Linked DNA regions of Rattus norvegicus: region 2 is linked to region 1. Evidence: chromatin contacts called from public HiChIP or PLAC-seq data. All regions are on one chromosome and are shown on one strand. Each heading gives the region's core, a stretch centred on a gene start, on an enhancer-like site or on the middle of the called end of the contact. The rest is flanking DNA. Distances are from core to core; before and after follow the strand shown.

Region 1 (6,606 bases), core at 1,904-4,403:
GCATGTGAACTAGCAATAAGCACATGAATAAGAGACATATGTTGTCACAGCAGGTGACAATTCTGTATAAGTAAGGTAAGGAATAGAGAAGGGTGGAACTGCTGCTCTAATTGACCTCCCTGCAGAGGTGATACTAAGACTGGAATGAGGTGAGGGAACCATTAGATAGCCTGGAGAACATTCCAGGTAGAGGAATCACTAAACACAACAGCCCTGGGACATAGCAGGCTTTATTGATTGGACTAGTAGTTAAGGAGCCATTGTAACTAAGGGACAGTAAGGGAGGGAGTGTAGAAAGTCAGATGATTAGCTAGGTGTGAGTCCTGCTGGGTTTTAGAGGTCTTTTTCTTTTTAAGGATTTTGAAACTTTGAGCAGAAATGTGATCCATGTTTAAGGATAACTGTGTTGATGGGAGATGAGTAAGAGCTTATTGACAACCAAGTGGAGATGTTTGATTAATATGGGCCCAGAGTTCTGGGAAAATTGGAGACAAGTAAAAATTTGGGGATAAGATCTACCATATTTTCAGGAAAATTCTAACACTGTAATTTACACAATAAATTTATTTTTATTGCAGACTAAACCATATGCCATTGTTGGCACGAAGCCCAGAATATTTCCAGTAAGTCTCAAAACTCATTTTTTGCTTGTATGTTACCCGACCCCATTCTACAAGTGATTGCCAAGTTCATTAGAATAAAATGGTCTTTTCTTACTGTCAGCTTAAAGAGGAGGGATAGTGTGATAGTGGAAAATGAGGAGTGGATACTGTATTTCTCTACCTTGTTTGATGACCTTGAGTCCCTACCTAGATGGCACCACCAGGTTTTCAGGGATCAAGGATTACAGCCCAAGCCTGAAGAGATACATGCACAGGCAGCTAACGACTCAAGTCCTGTTGTTTCCATTCTAACTTCCTTGGCTTCGTGCCTAAGTTCTCAGTCTGTGAGGTTAAGACATGTTAGCGTGAATTTAAATTTTATGTTACAAAGATGTAAGTTCTTTCATGCCTTTAATCCTAGCACCGAGGATGGTCGACACAATGAATGACTGCTAACATGAGTAATGAATAAGCCACCAAAATGGAAAATTCAAACATGAATTAAGTAGCATATGTTATTTATCTGTTATCAGCTGCAACAGGAGACTTTTAGGGAGAACCATCAAATTTGGCTAACAGTCCACACTTCAGACTCTGCTTTAGGAAATAACAGGAAGTGTCTTTTATTATGTGTAATCAATGTGTGTCAGACCCCAGGCAGCCTCAACGTGGGACATTAACTTGATGGTCTTGTTAGCTGACTAATATTAATTTATTCTTTGCTTGCCTGATTATTTAATTATATGTTTATGTTGCTACTCATGGTCAAAGGACAAGACAGGGTCTGTTCAGAAGACCACGTTTGTGATTTTGTGGCATTTATTTTCTGAATGTCCTCTTTTGCTACAGCAGTCCTTCCCTGTGTCTATGTTGTTGACCAGTTTCAGAGTCTCGCTTTTGAGAAACTGCAGAATGGCCATGTCTTCTAGAATAGACCAGGTCATGACAAGGTTGCAAGTCTCTGGCTTAAGAACAAGTTTCCTTCTTCCTGATATGATAGACTATATGAGTCAGGCTGTCCTCCCAATCTGCTTTGTCCCAGCCCTTATTAAAATGAATGCTAGAGCATAACTCATGCCGTGCCCAAACATGGAATGGCATAGAGTAACCACCTATGCACAGTATTTTTCTGAAACCTGGAGGTGGAGGTTGAGACATTAGATTAAAGAATAAAATACTAAATCTTGTAATGAGAAGGGTCATTACCTTGATTTTGGCGATAGTCTCACAAGTATATCCATACTTCAGAACTATAGTCTACAATCTAAATATTCACTTTAGTATGTCTATATTTTTTAATTTTTTAAGTCCTCATGTAATAATCTGATTAATCTTTTTTTAGCTTCACATACAAATCAGTACAGGTAAAAAAATTAGCATCCAAATTGAAATGTTTTAGGTAAAATGCAAAATAACTTTGAAGGGGCTTTTGGGGAGGTGTCTTTTTTTTGTTTGTTTGTTTTTTTGTTTGCTTTGAGACAGGGTCAATCTTGTCTTGTCTGCTCTGAAACTTGCTATGTAGTAGACCAGCTGGCTTCAAACTTAGAGAGATCCCCCTGCCTCTACCTCTAGAGTCCTGGGACACCACCATCCCTGGTTTAACTTTAGGTTAACAAAATGTAAAGCATGTTTATAGTCATTTATTGTATTGAGCATATGATGGAATATTTTACAATAAAATGTATATTTAGTGAAAAAATTTTCTATTAAGCACTTCCTTGTTTTCCCTAGGGTGATACAATTCTGGAGACTGGAGAAGTAATTCCACCAATGAGAGATTTTCCTGATAAACATCATTGAAGAGCTCTTAAAAATTTAAAAAACTTGTGTAACAGCACAAGTATGTTTCAAAAGTGCTGTATTTACTGAATCTATTTCCTAGAAAAGTAATTAATAAAACTTATTCCTGTCCTTGTCACTGTACTTGTTACTGTCTCCGATTTGAGACTAACAGTAGAAAGATAAATACTAAACAGGGCTACTAGCTACTTTTTTGTCTGTTTTGATAAGTAGGATGCAAAATTCATTGTAGTCACATAGTTTTGTTTACATACTGATTTGACATGAGGATGTAAAGTGTCTGGAGCACGAGAATGAAAAGCTCCGACCTGATACAGAAAGGGTTGTCGGACCTTTTCGAAAAATTGGCATGTTAACGCATATCACAAAAGACCATACACAAATTTGCATTGTGAATTTTACTTTTGAGTCTACATAGGTGCCATTTGAGGAAAAGAACAGTTTGTTAAGAATTACAAAAGTTCATTCAGAAGAATTTGTCTGGAAACTCCTTTTGTAGCTGCCATCGTGCAGCTACAGTTGATGCATAGATGACGAATCCCCAAGAGAGCAAGACGATTGCAAGTAGCAACTAAAAGGAGGGAGGAAAAGCAAAAAGAAAAATCAATGTGCTGGATTCTTTCCCTAAGGCCTGGTTACCAGCTACAGAAGGAAAGGTCTCACAGACCCTAAAATGCAGCCTAGAAGCAAGCAGGCCCTGCAACCACTGACGTCAGAGGCGGAAAAGCGTGTCCTCCAGGAAGAGGCGGAGCTGAGGGCAGGGCGTGAACGATCAATTTAGGAATGGGTTTTGGAGTTCCAAGCTGCGAGCAAACTGCCTGCCTTCGGCTTGCGGGTCCTGGGATGGGGCACTCTAGAGCTCCCCTGTTCCCGGTACCTACCGAGGAGTAAGTCCAGTCCAGGTTTCGGCGACTCACCGGCATCATGGTAAGGGAGCAGCGGGGACGGGGTGGCGCGGGCCCTACAGCCCGCTCCGGGGCGCAGTACACTCGGATGCAGCAGCCATTTTTCAGCGGGGCTCTGCGCGCTCTCCAACCCCCCCACCCCCAGCTTCCGCCCGGAGTTGAAACGCATCACGTGATCCAGGCCTAGCCCGCCTTTCAGGAGGGAATAAAAGAGAAAATGCTAAGATCGCGCCTTTTTTGCGCTCAGATAGGAATTCCTTAACTGCTTTATTCTGCAGTTGCAGTGCGGTACTAATACAAAATAGTGTGCCATCTTGCGCATGTAAAAGTTTAATTGCAAATAGTCCACCCTGAAAGAATCAAAGTTGCCGCCCCACACCCACATCCGTTTCCACAAAATGCGGATAGACATTCATGTTTATGTTTGACTTAAACAGTGTCATCTACTCTTTTACGTAACTAAAACTGGTAACTGTTAATTGAGCCATTCATCAAGAACAAATAGAATATTGTCTCTGATCGCTGATGGTGAATCTGTCAGTCAACAAGTGTTGACCGGACGTCTATCGAATGCTTAGGACTGCAGCAAGTTTGAAATACTAAGTCCCAAGAAAGGCGGCTTGGCAGGCGAACTAGCAGTTCAGCACAGTGGAGGCCTGGCCGGCAGAGGCTGTGCTGCGCCGCTTTGGGCTCAGATACAATTTTAGTGTGATTTCCGAGAATGGAAAGCGGAAAGCAGGCCGCGGCGAGTTATGGCGGGGTGAAAGAGATGCCTAGTGTTCATCCCAGCTGAAATAGACGTAAGAATCAGGTTGCTCTGGGAGCTCTGTGACACCATAGAGATTCTAACAACTTGTTAAACTGGTGAGGTTCCCTAGATACAGAGGCAGCGTTTCTGCATATTTGGCTGTGATTCTGGAGTTTGTGCTGTGCCCCCCGCGGTGGGGGCAGGGTCTGGTGTCTGTGCCGCAGGTCCCGCCTCCTGCGTGCGCTTGCTGTACGCATGCGTCCAGAGCGCGGGGGTGGAGGGCCGTGTTTTGCTGCGCGGGCTCGGGGGGTTGGTCTCGCCTTCTCTCCACCCCCAAACTGCCTTTGGTGATGAGCGTTCTACGTCACAGGGGTCGCAGCCGCCGCCACTGGGGTCTCCGCTGTCTCGCGAGGAGGGTGAAGCGCCCCCTCTGGCGCCTGCCGAGGAGGGGAGGCGCAGAAGCCGCCGGGTACGCCTTCGCGGATCCTGCCGCCACCGACCGAGCCTCCTGGGCCGGCGGGAGCTGGCTTCTAGCGGCCCAGCGGTCCCTGCCACCGCGTCCTCGGAGGTGAGTCGTCCGGGAACAATGGGTGAGAGGTTGGTGGGCCAGGGAGCAGCCCTGTGGTCCGGGCCTTTCCAAGGGCTGGGGTCGCCAAGCTGCAGGGCACCTGTGGATCGGCTCCGGTGGGCAAGCGAGGGGAGTGTCTCCTAGCACCGCCTGAAGGGCTCGAGCGCTACTGAAGACGGAAAGAGTGTGTCTGGACAAAACTGCTGCCACTGATTAGAAGTGTGACCTTGGCAGGTCCCCAGCCCCGGACCCTGTCTGTGAAATGGGATTTGCATTTCAGTTAATCGTGGTTATGTAATGTACATAGTGTGGTTGTCTTTCCATCCGAGACAGTGGGTTTTTTTCGAATAAGGAAGCCCTTAAAGCTATGGGAGTTGTGCAGTGCTACACATTGTGGGCAGGGCTTATAGGTCTTGTGACTTCATTACACATCTAGGTAGTGCCCTTTCCTCTTGGGCTGCTGATTCTGATTGGTTAATTGGAGAGGGGCAGTGCAAAGGTGAAAGCACTGTTAAAAAAGGAAACTGGTGAGCAAGTTTCCATGTTAAAGGGGAGAGAAAACAAAAATATGTGCCAAAGAGTTAAGCTAATACTGGGTAGAGGTTTCTGTTTGAGAGAACTTGAGGTTTTGGAGTTTTAATAGATGGGATGCAATGCTCGAAGTCAGCCACACTCAGTCGGTGCTTATCTAGGAGGAGTGGCTTCCGTTGGAATGGCTTCGAAGCAACCCCACCCCTCTATTTTTGGGCAGGGACTCTTGTAGCCAAGACTGGTCTGGGATTGCCTATGTAGCGAAGGATGACCTTGATCTTCTGACCCTCTTGCCTTCATCTTTCATTGATCTGGGAATTCAGGGATATCCCAGGATGCCTGGTCCCAATAAAGTTCTTTCATTACTGGAATTGAAATTAAAGCTGGTGGTGCACGTCTTTAATCCCAGCAGTCAGAGGCAGGCAGATCTCTTGAGTTCCAGGACAGCCGGGACTACAGAGAAACCCTGTCTAGCCCCACCACCCACCCACCGAAAAAGAGGGAATTAAATTTGGGATTTGGTCGTTTAGCTTCTATAACTTTTAAAATTAAACCGTTCAGATTTACAAGTAGAATGCAGATTGCTTTTACCAGTCATCATTCTGTTTTATCTACTTGTGAATGTCCTTAGCCACTTTACTTAGATATGTTAAATATAATTGTTATTATCTTTGGAAACCTGTCAGAGATACAGGTGATGATCACTACCAAAATCAGACTTTCCCATAACTTAGGCAACTATGTTGAACTCTTAATCATTCATTCATCAAGCCCCATACTAGGTATTTATTCGGATTATATCCCTTTTTTTTTCTTTGACCCAACTGATAAGATATAATTGCCCCCCTAAACATACAAAGCCCAGTACCATCCATCCCTTAGGAACATTAATAACAACCTGTAAATACACAGAGCGGAATCTTAATGTCAGCCTCCATTGTCCTGCCACAGCTTCTCTCTCCCAACCTCCCTCCCTCCCTCCCTCCCTCCCTCTCTTCTTTCTCTCCCCCTCCCTTCCTTCCTCTCTCTCTCTCTCTTCCTCTCCCTCCCTTCCTTCTTCTCTCTCTCCCTCCCTCCCTCCCTCTTCTCCTTTCTGTTCCAGTCTCCTCCTCTTCCTTCAAACGTATCTCCCACCCATCCTTCCTTCTCCTCCAATGACAGGCCTCATAAGGATAACATTTAATTGGGGCTGGTATACAGACTCAGGTTGAGTCCATCACCCAGGGAGGAAGCACAGCAGCATCCCGGCTGGCATGGCACTGGATGAGCTGAGAGTTCTACATCTTCATCCAAAGGAAGCCAGAAGCAGACTGTATTCCAGGTGACTAGGTAGGAGGAGGGTCTCAAAGCCCACCTCCACAGTGACACACTTCCTCCAACAAGGGTGCATACCTCCTAATGGTGCCACTCCCTGGGCCAAGCCGTTTCAAACTACAATGATTTTACAGTTGA
Region 2 (6,606 bases), core at 2,856-5,355, 440 kb before region 1:
TAAATACCCATCTGTAACGTTTCATTGTTGAAGGCACTATAAAAATGGCAAAAGATAATGGAAGACCAGCCTCATGCTACATATCTTTTTGAACTATACTCACAACATTCCTCCAATCACTTGATTCTCAAGCTTACCTAATCATAGATGAGAAAACTGAGCAGTTCATCAACACAAGAGACCCTCTTAGAAATCCAGCAATTAAAATACTACCCTTAAAAGTCAATGTTCAGGCACATTTCACAATGCAAAGCATGTATCCCTTTGAAAGTTTTACTTGTTAGGCATTATTAAGCAACATGGCCAGTTACTTAATCCAAACATTCTTTAGCACAGTAAATTCTTTCTAATCAAGATTGGCCAGAGAAGCCAATAGAGACACTACTGAAATAGCAATTTCTATTTCTGTTTCAATAGTTTTTACTGCTAGGCTAACATTGGTGTCTCAAATTACCCAGGCCTTTTGTTATAATATTGTCCAACAGAACTTTCTGTAATGATGGACACATTTTATTTGTATAATACTGTAATCACTAATCATAATTACTAGATACAATTTTAAGTGTGGTGGCTACTATAGCTGGACAGAATTTCCCCCCCCTCTAAATTAACTCAACTTGAAGACCCCTATCTGGCTAGTGACAAAAGATTGCCACATATAATTAGCTACAACAGGAAGTAGGTTGGTTGAGATCACATAAGGACAACCTGGTTACAAAAATGAAATCACCCACCAACGGTTAATAAGTTCCTAGCTAGTGATCCTTCCACTAGGACTTTATCCACCGCTATCAACATTGCCTAACTACTAAATAAAGTTCCAATCCTTTCTGAATATCATACGTAAAAAAATATTTACTCTTTAAATGAGGTTATTAAAAGTCTCACTACATTGTGCTTCTAGCTTCACTTTGTATTTTTATTATCATAAAGAGAACATGTAAGCATGTAGGTTCTCAAATTGAAAGTTAGAGCTTTCTCAACTTTATACTGAATACAAGAAAGGAAAAATAAAGCTTCTGGAAAATGACCAAGTACATTTTCCAAAGCAGCAACAAGTTAACAAAACCCCTCAAACTGATCTAAGCCAAAAAGGTTTAGTCATAACTTTTCTGTAGCTCATACCATCTTATGGTTAGCAGTTGATTGGGATTATAGGTTTTTATTTTTTGTGCATACATGTTTAACCAAGAGGCCAAAAGAGGTTGTCTGGTCCCCTGGAGCTAGCTAGAGTTTCAGGCAGTAGTGAGCCAGCTATCTAATGTGGGTGCTAGGAAACAAAATCTGGATCTTCTGCAAGGAATGGCAAATGTTCTTAACCACTGAGCAATTTCTCAGGCCCATAGGTAAATTCTTATAAAAACACAGTAAACAGATTTTCAAGTCTTCTTAAACCTTTAAAAGGGCAAAGTGAAATTTAATGGGCTGCCGATTTGTTCTAACTGTGCCTACCCATTAGTTTGTATTAACTATATTGAGAACAAAGTGCCATTTTAACCTCCAATACTGTCTTCCCATAAAATACGTCTTTTGATCCAACAGTCAATGCATCTAAGCTGAGCTAATGAAGCTGAAGAGTAAACAGGCAGCAGGCTATCTGGAGGCAACGAGCTGTATCCAGTCTTTGCTTGAAAAGGTTTCGTTTTCTCCAACATATATTTTTTTTTTTTTTGGTTCTTTTTTTCGGAGCTGGGGACCGAACCCAGGGCCTTGCGCTTCCTAGGCAAGCGCTCTACCACTGAGCTAAATCCCCAACCCCTTCTCCAACATATTTTTAACAGAAAAAGGCCACTGCACTTACCACTGAGTTCTAAGAGCAGGTGATATTATCTAAGATACAAAAGGGCTTAGAAACCCTAAGTTTTTTTTTTTTTTAAAGATTTATTTATTTTGTATATGAGTACACTGTAGCTGTCTTCAGACACACCAGAAAGGGACATCAGATCCCATTACGGATGGTTGTGAGCCACCATGTGGTTGCTGGGATTTGAACTCAGGACCTCTGGAAGAGCAGTCGGTGCTCTTAACCACTGAGCCATCTCTCCAGCCCAGAAACCCTAAGTTGTTACTACAATTTGTTACCCTACTGTTTGAAAATATATGGAGTTGGTTATACCTGCTTTTTTGGCTTAGCTACTTTTTGGTTACATAAAATCTCAATTATAGGGGCTAGAGGGAAGGCTCAGTGGTTAACAGGACTGGCTGCTCTTCTAGAGGACCAGGGTTCAATTCTCAGCATCCACATGGCAGCTCACAACTGTCTATAACTCCAAGATCTGACACCCTCATCCAGACATACATGCAGGCAAAAACATCAGTGCACATAAAATAAAAATTATAAAAAACCAAACAAACCAAACAACCACAGCAACTCAATTATAAATGACACCAGAAGTCAGAGACAGTTCATGGACAGAATGTAACATCACGCTAAAGAGTAAAAAAACATTTAAATAAATTCTCAAGTCTTTCTTTCATCAGCAGTTACTTTGTTCTGCTGCAGGTAAGCTAGATTTTTTTCTTACCTCTCCTTTCTCTTTGCATCCTTCCTCCTCCTCCAAAGAACATATCAAAGATATCCATGGGCGAGCCAAAACCTCCACCTGCTCCGCCCTCCTTAATCGCCTGCTCGCCCCCTTTATCATATAGTTCCCTTTTCTTGGAATCAGCAAGAACTTCATAAGCTTGAGAAATCTGTTTAAACTGTTTCAGAAAAGGATATCCCATTAGAAACAACTGTTAGAAAGCACAGCTACCGTACAGACTTAATTCACATGGCAACACTGCTGAGCTGCTTACCTTTTCTCCTTCATTTGGATTTTTATCAGGGTGGTACTTCAAGGCCAATTTTCTATATGCCTTTTTCAATTCTTCCTGGGTGGCATTGGGTTTGACCCCCAGAACATCATAGTAAGTAGTTTCTTTCACCATTTTTTACAGCCTGAAATCAGAAAATGATAATTTTAAACTTGCTTTTACCTTTTGTACAAAACAAAACAAAACAAAAAAAAAACATCTGCTTCTGCCTCCTGAGAGATGACTGGCTCTTAACTTATAGTTTTTAACTACCAGAACTAAAGCAATCTGGTTTTTTGCCTTTATCTCATATTAATACAGCCTTCCCTAAACGTCTTAAAAGGTAAAAATTCCTGCTATGATTCAGCTGTAAATTCTAACAGACTAAATTTAAATTTCAGGGAAGGCGAAGGAAAGTCTGTCTAGCAGCTGGTTCCTGCTCTACTGCACTAACACATGAATTATTGGGTTTCTTCCGGTTTCCTTTCCCCCAGAGGTTTTGCTAGTAACCCAAAGCAGCACTGATAGGTTCCATCCACTGGTTAGTACATTACCACTGCCTTTGTACATCTGATAAAGGCCATACCCTCGCCGGAAAGGGACACTGGACACCCGGGGGTGGAGGAGTGGCTTATGAGACCAGCTCGAGAGAGCAGGTGCCCAGGCCCCTTCGCCATCCTGCTCCTGCTCGCTCGCAACTTACCCACTCTCGCCCCTCAGGCCTGCGGAGCTGACTCGCCCTCTGGGTTTCCCCGGCACCTGGCGCCGACCGTTAAGGTTTCCTTCCTTTCTCCCTCCCACCCTGATCGAAAAGGCGGAGGGGGAAGGCCGGACTCAACAAAGAAAGGGAGGAGAGCCAGGAGAAGCGCAAGCCGCAGCCTCCGCCCCGCTCCTCCCGCAGCCCCTCACCCCTGCCTCGGTCCGCGCGTGCGCAGCGCTGCCCACCCAGCCCGGGCGGCGGTGCGCACCGAAGAGTCTGAGGCGGGAGGCGAATTGGCTTCGGCCTTGGGCCGCCTCGTGGCGTGCGGGCGGGCAGGGCGCCGGGCATTCCCGGCAGCCTTCCGAAGACCGAGCCCGGCTCAGGGAACCCACAGTCCCCGCCCACGCGGGACCAACCGCCTCCGGCTGCGGCTTCCCCGGCTGTCTGGTGCCCAGGCCGCACGCCGCGACCGAGGGAGACCCAAGGACCTAGACTCACCGGTGAGCGGGCCGGCGCCGGAGAGCGGAAAGAGGAGCGTAGCACAGCGCAGCTCGGCCAGACGCTGCTCCTCTACCACCCACCGAGCGTTCTGGAAAGTTCCGCCCGGCCCGCCGCAGCCGACCTCTTTTGTAGCGGAGCCCGGGCGCGTCACTTGCCGGAAGTCCCGCCCCTCGCTTCTGCCACCGCCCCTCGGTTACCTGGGCAACGGCGCGGGGGCGGAGAGTGGCTGCGCCCAAGGGCCTTGTGGGGGTGGACTCAGGCCCGGGTTCCCGATCCTTGTAGAATCTTCTAGAGGCTTTTTCTTTATGCGAGGTACCAGAGGGCGGAAGTCTTGAGGTGGAGAGGTCATGTCCCAGAGCCGTAAGCCGGGGACGAGTGCTTCAGGCGCTGTGCAGAAGGGATCCTAACCTCACCGGAGTCTAATTTTCTGCAGCTCCTTAGCTCTGAGCCTTGCGGGCAAGAAATGCTGAGCAAGGCGGGCCTAGTCCCTAGACTAGCCTTGCAGGCTTTGGATCCGGTGGTTTCACCCAAGCGCACTCCTGTCACAGCTTTTTGGATGAGCCCAGGCTTCAGATCCTTCTGGCTCTGACTTGGGCGGACAGAACCTGGGACTGCACCAAACAGGAAACATTTAGAATGCTTCACGCACCTTTTTAGTCAGTCTGCCACCCAGTTTGGCTGCAGAGTAGCAGCAAAACACGAAATTAATTGCTTTAGTTTATTGTTTCAATTTTTTGACCGTTTTTATTTCCAGTTAGTGAATCAAAATCTATAGTTGGCAAAGTTGAATCTTAAGCTTTCAAGGGACAGTGAATGTTTTTCTTATTCAGTAACACAATAGACACATCAAAGAAGTGGAGGTGCAAGCTTAAAGAGTTCACATAGTTTAAAAAGATTTAATTCCAATCGTGTGTATCTGTGTGTATAGGTGCCCAAGGAAGCCAGAGACATAGAATCTATGAATTTGACTATTCCAGATAACTTAGTCACATTTTATTATTTAGTTTTCTTGTTTGACTTCTAAGGTTTTTTTAGTTACTGTTTGTATATGAGTGTTCTGTTTACATGTGTGTCTATGCACCCCATGCATACCTAGTTCCTGTGGTAACTGGAGGTACAGATAATTTTAAGTCACCACGTGGATGCTAGGAAGTGAACCTGGGGCCTCTGCAAGAGCAACCAGTGCTTTAAACGGATTAGTTATCTCTCTACACCCCTTAGCCTTGTTTTTGAGCCCAGACTGGCCTGGTACTCTCTTTGTAGCCAAAGCTGGCTTCAAACTCTGAACTCTTCAGCCTCTGAGCAGTTGTGAAGAGGAAGACCATGGGGCCTCCTGCTTAGACTTTTGTGGAATAAGATGTGTTAAATGTTTGTTATATTGTGTGTGTTTTAACTGTGGACCATTATTGTAGTTCTCTCCTTTACACAGGTAACTCGGGTCTTCTGTGCTTCACCAGCTGAGCAGTGCTTTAAGGAGGTCACAGGGATGTAGCCAGAGCTAAGGGAGCTGTAAAGGCTGCCTTCAAACCTGCCCAAAGACATCTTTAGCTCTTAGTCTTTTTTTTTTTTTTTTTTTTATTCTTTTATGAGGATACCGTTGCTGTCTTCGTACACACCAGAGGAGGGCATCAGATCCCATTACAGATGGTTATGAGCCACAACATGGAATTGAACTCAGGACCTTTGGAAGAGCAGTCAGTGCTCTTATCCACTGAGCCATCTCTCCAGCCCAGCTCTTAGTCTTAAAAAGCTAATGGTTTTAGAATTTCAATGTTGTACTGCTCTGCCCCACCACCATTACTGCTTTCACTAAACTCAGTCACTAACACTACGCCATAGATGGTTGATTATGTGCTCTGGTTTTGGCTGAGAGACATCTGATCTTTCTCATCTCATGTTGCCTTCTCAGATATCACATCTAGCAATAGGTTATGTCTTTAAAGCAGGGGTTCTCCACCTTCCTAATGCTGCAACCCTTTATTCTAGCTCATGTTGTGGAGACCCCCCAACCATAAAATTATTTTCATTGCTATTTCATAACTGTATGCTACTACTGCTATGAGTTGTAATATAAATGTGTGCTAAAGGTTTGCCAAAGGGATGAAGACCCACAGGTTGAGAACTGCTGCTTTAAGCCAGCGCTTTGGAGTAAATTACCTAATATGCCAGGTGTACTCTAGGCCTTGTCAATACAAAACTTTTGTAAGCCATGGCCCCTACCCTCAAGGAACTTAACTTGTAATGAGAGAAGAAAAAAAAAAAACAGAATTAAAAACAAAAAAAAACAAACAAAAAAAACCCCAAAACCAACCAACCAAACAAACAAACAAACCAACAAACAAACAAACAAAAAAAAAAATCGGGCTAGGCTGATAAAGTCCGCCTTTACTCTGAAGGCAGAGGCAGGCAGATCTCTGATACAGAGGCCAGCCCAGTCTACATAGCAAGTTCCAGGACAGACAGAGCTACAGAGTAAGACACTATCTCAAAACAAACAAACAGCCCAAAAAATGTCCAGCAACTTCATATGTGTTTTTTTTGGGGGGGGGGCACGGAAATGAGATCTCACCTGAAATTTCAGAACTAGGAAGCAGAACCAAGAGGCTGGT

Evidence for each region. HiChIP or PLAC-seq counts read pairs in DNA pulled down with a chosen protein or histone mark.
Region 2: a contact with region 1 is called in an H3K27ac HiChIP or PLAC-seq map of oligodendrocytes, with 6 times the contacts expected there. The contact joins the promoter of Dnaja1 here to the promoter of Topors in region 1. A contact is called at or near these places in 1 of 12 Hi-C or Micro-C datasets (hepatocytes) and 1 of 1 datasets of contacts at active chromatin or transcription factors (oligodendrocytes).

Annotation. Positions count from the first base shown.
Region 1 is chr5:60,192,526-60,199,131 of GRCr8, reverse strand. It overlaps Topors (TOP1 binding arginine/serine rich protein, E3 ubiquitin ligase), which reads left to right and starts at 3,153. Exons shown (of 3, transcript NM_001108658.1): 1 at 3,153-3,329; 2 at 4,426-4,623. The coding sequence starts at 3,327. It overlaps Smim27 (small integral membrane protein 27), which reads right to left and starts at 3,453. Exons shown (of 2, transcript NM_001401225.1): 1 at 3,284-3,453; 2 at 2,786-2,973. The coding sequence starts at 3,328. The coding sequence ends at 2,869. It overlaps Ndufb6 (NADH:ubiquinone oxidoreductase subunit B6), which reads left to right. Exons shown (of 4, transcript NM_001106646.1): 3 at 579-623; 4 at 2,334-2,547. The coding sequence ends at 2,402.
Region 2 is chr5:60,635,903-60,642,508 of GRCr8, reverse strand. Dnaja1 (DnaJ heat shock protein family (Hsp40) member A1) reads right to left here and starts at 4,105. Exons shown (of 9, transcript NM_022934.1): 1 at 3,995-4,105; 2 at 2,800-2,941; 3 at 2,526-2,703. The coding sequence starts at 2,931. Mir207 (microRNA 207) reads right to left here and starts at 3,713; the gene lies at 3,636-3,713.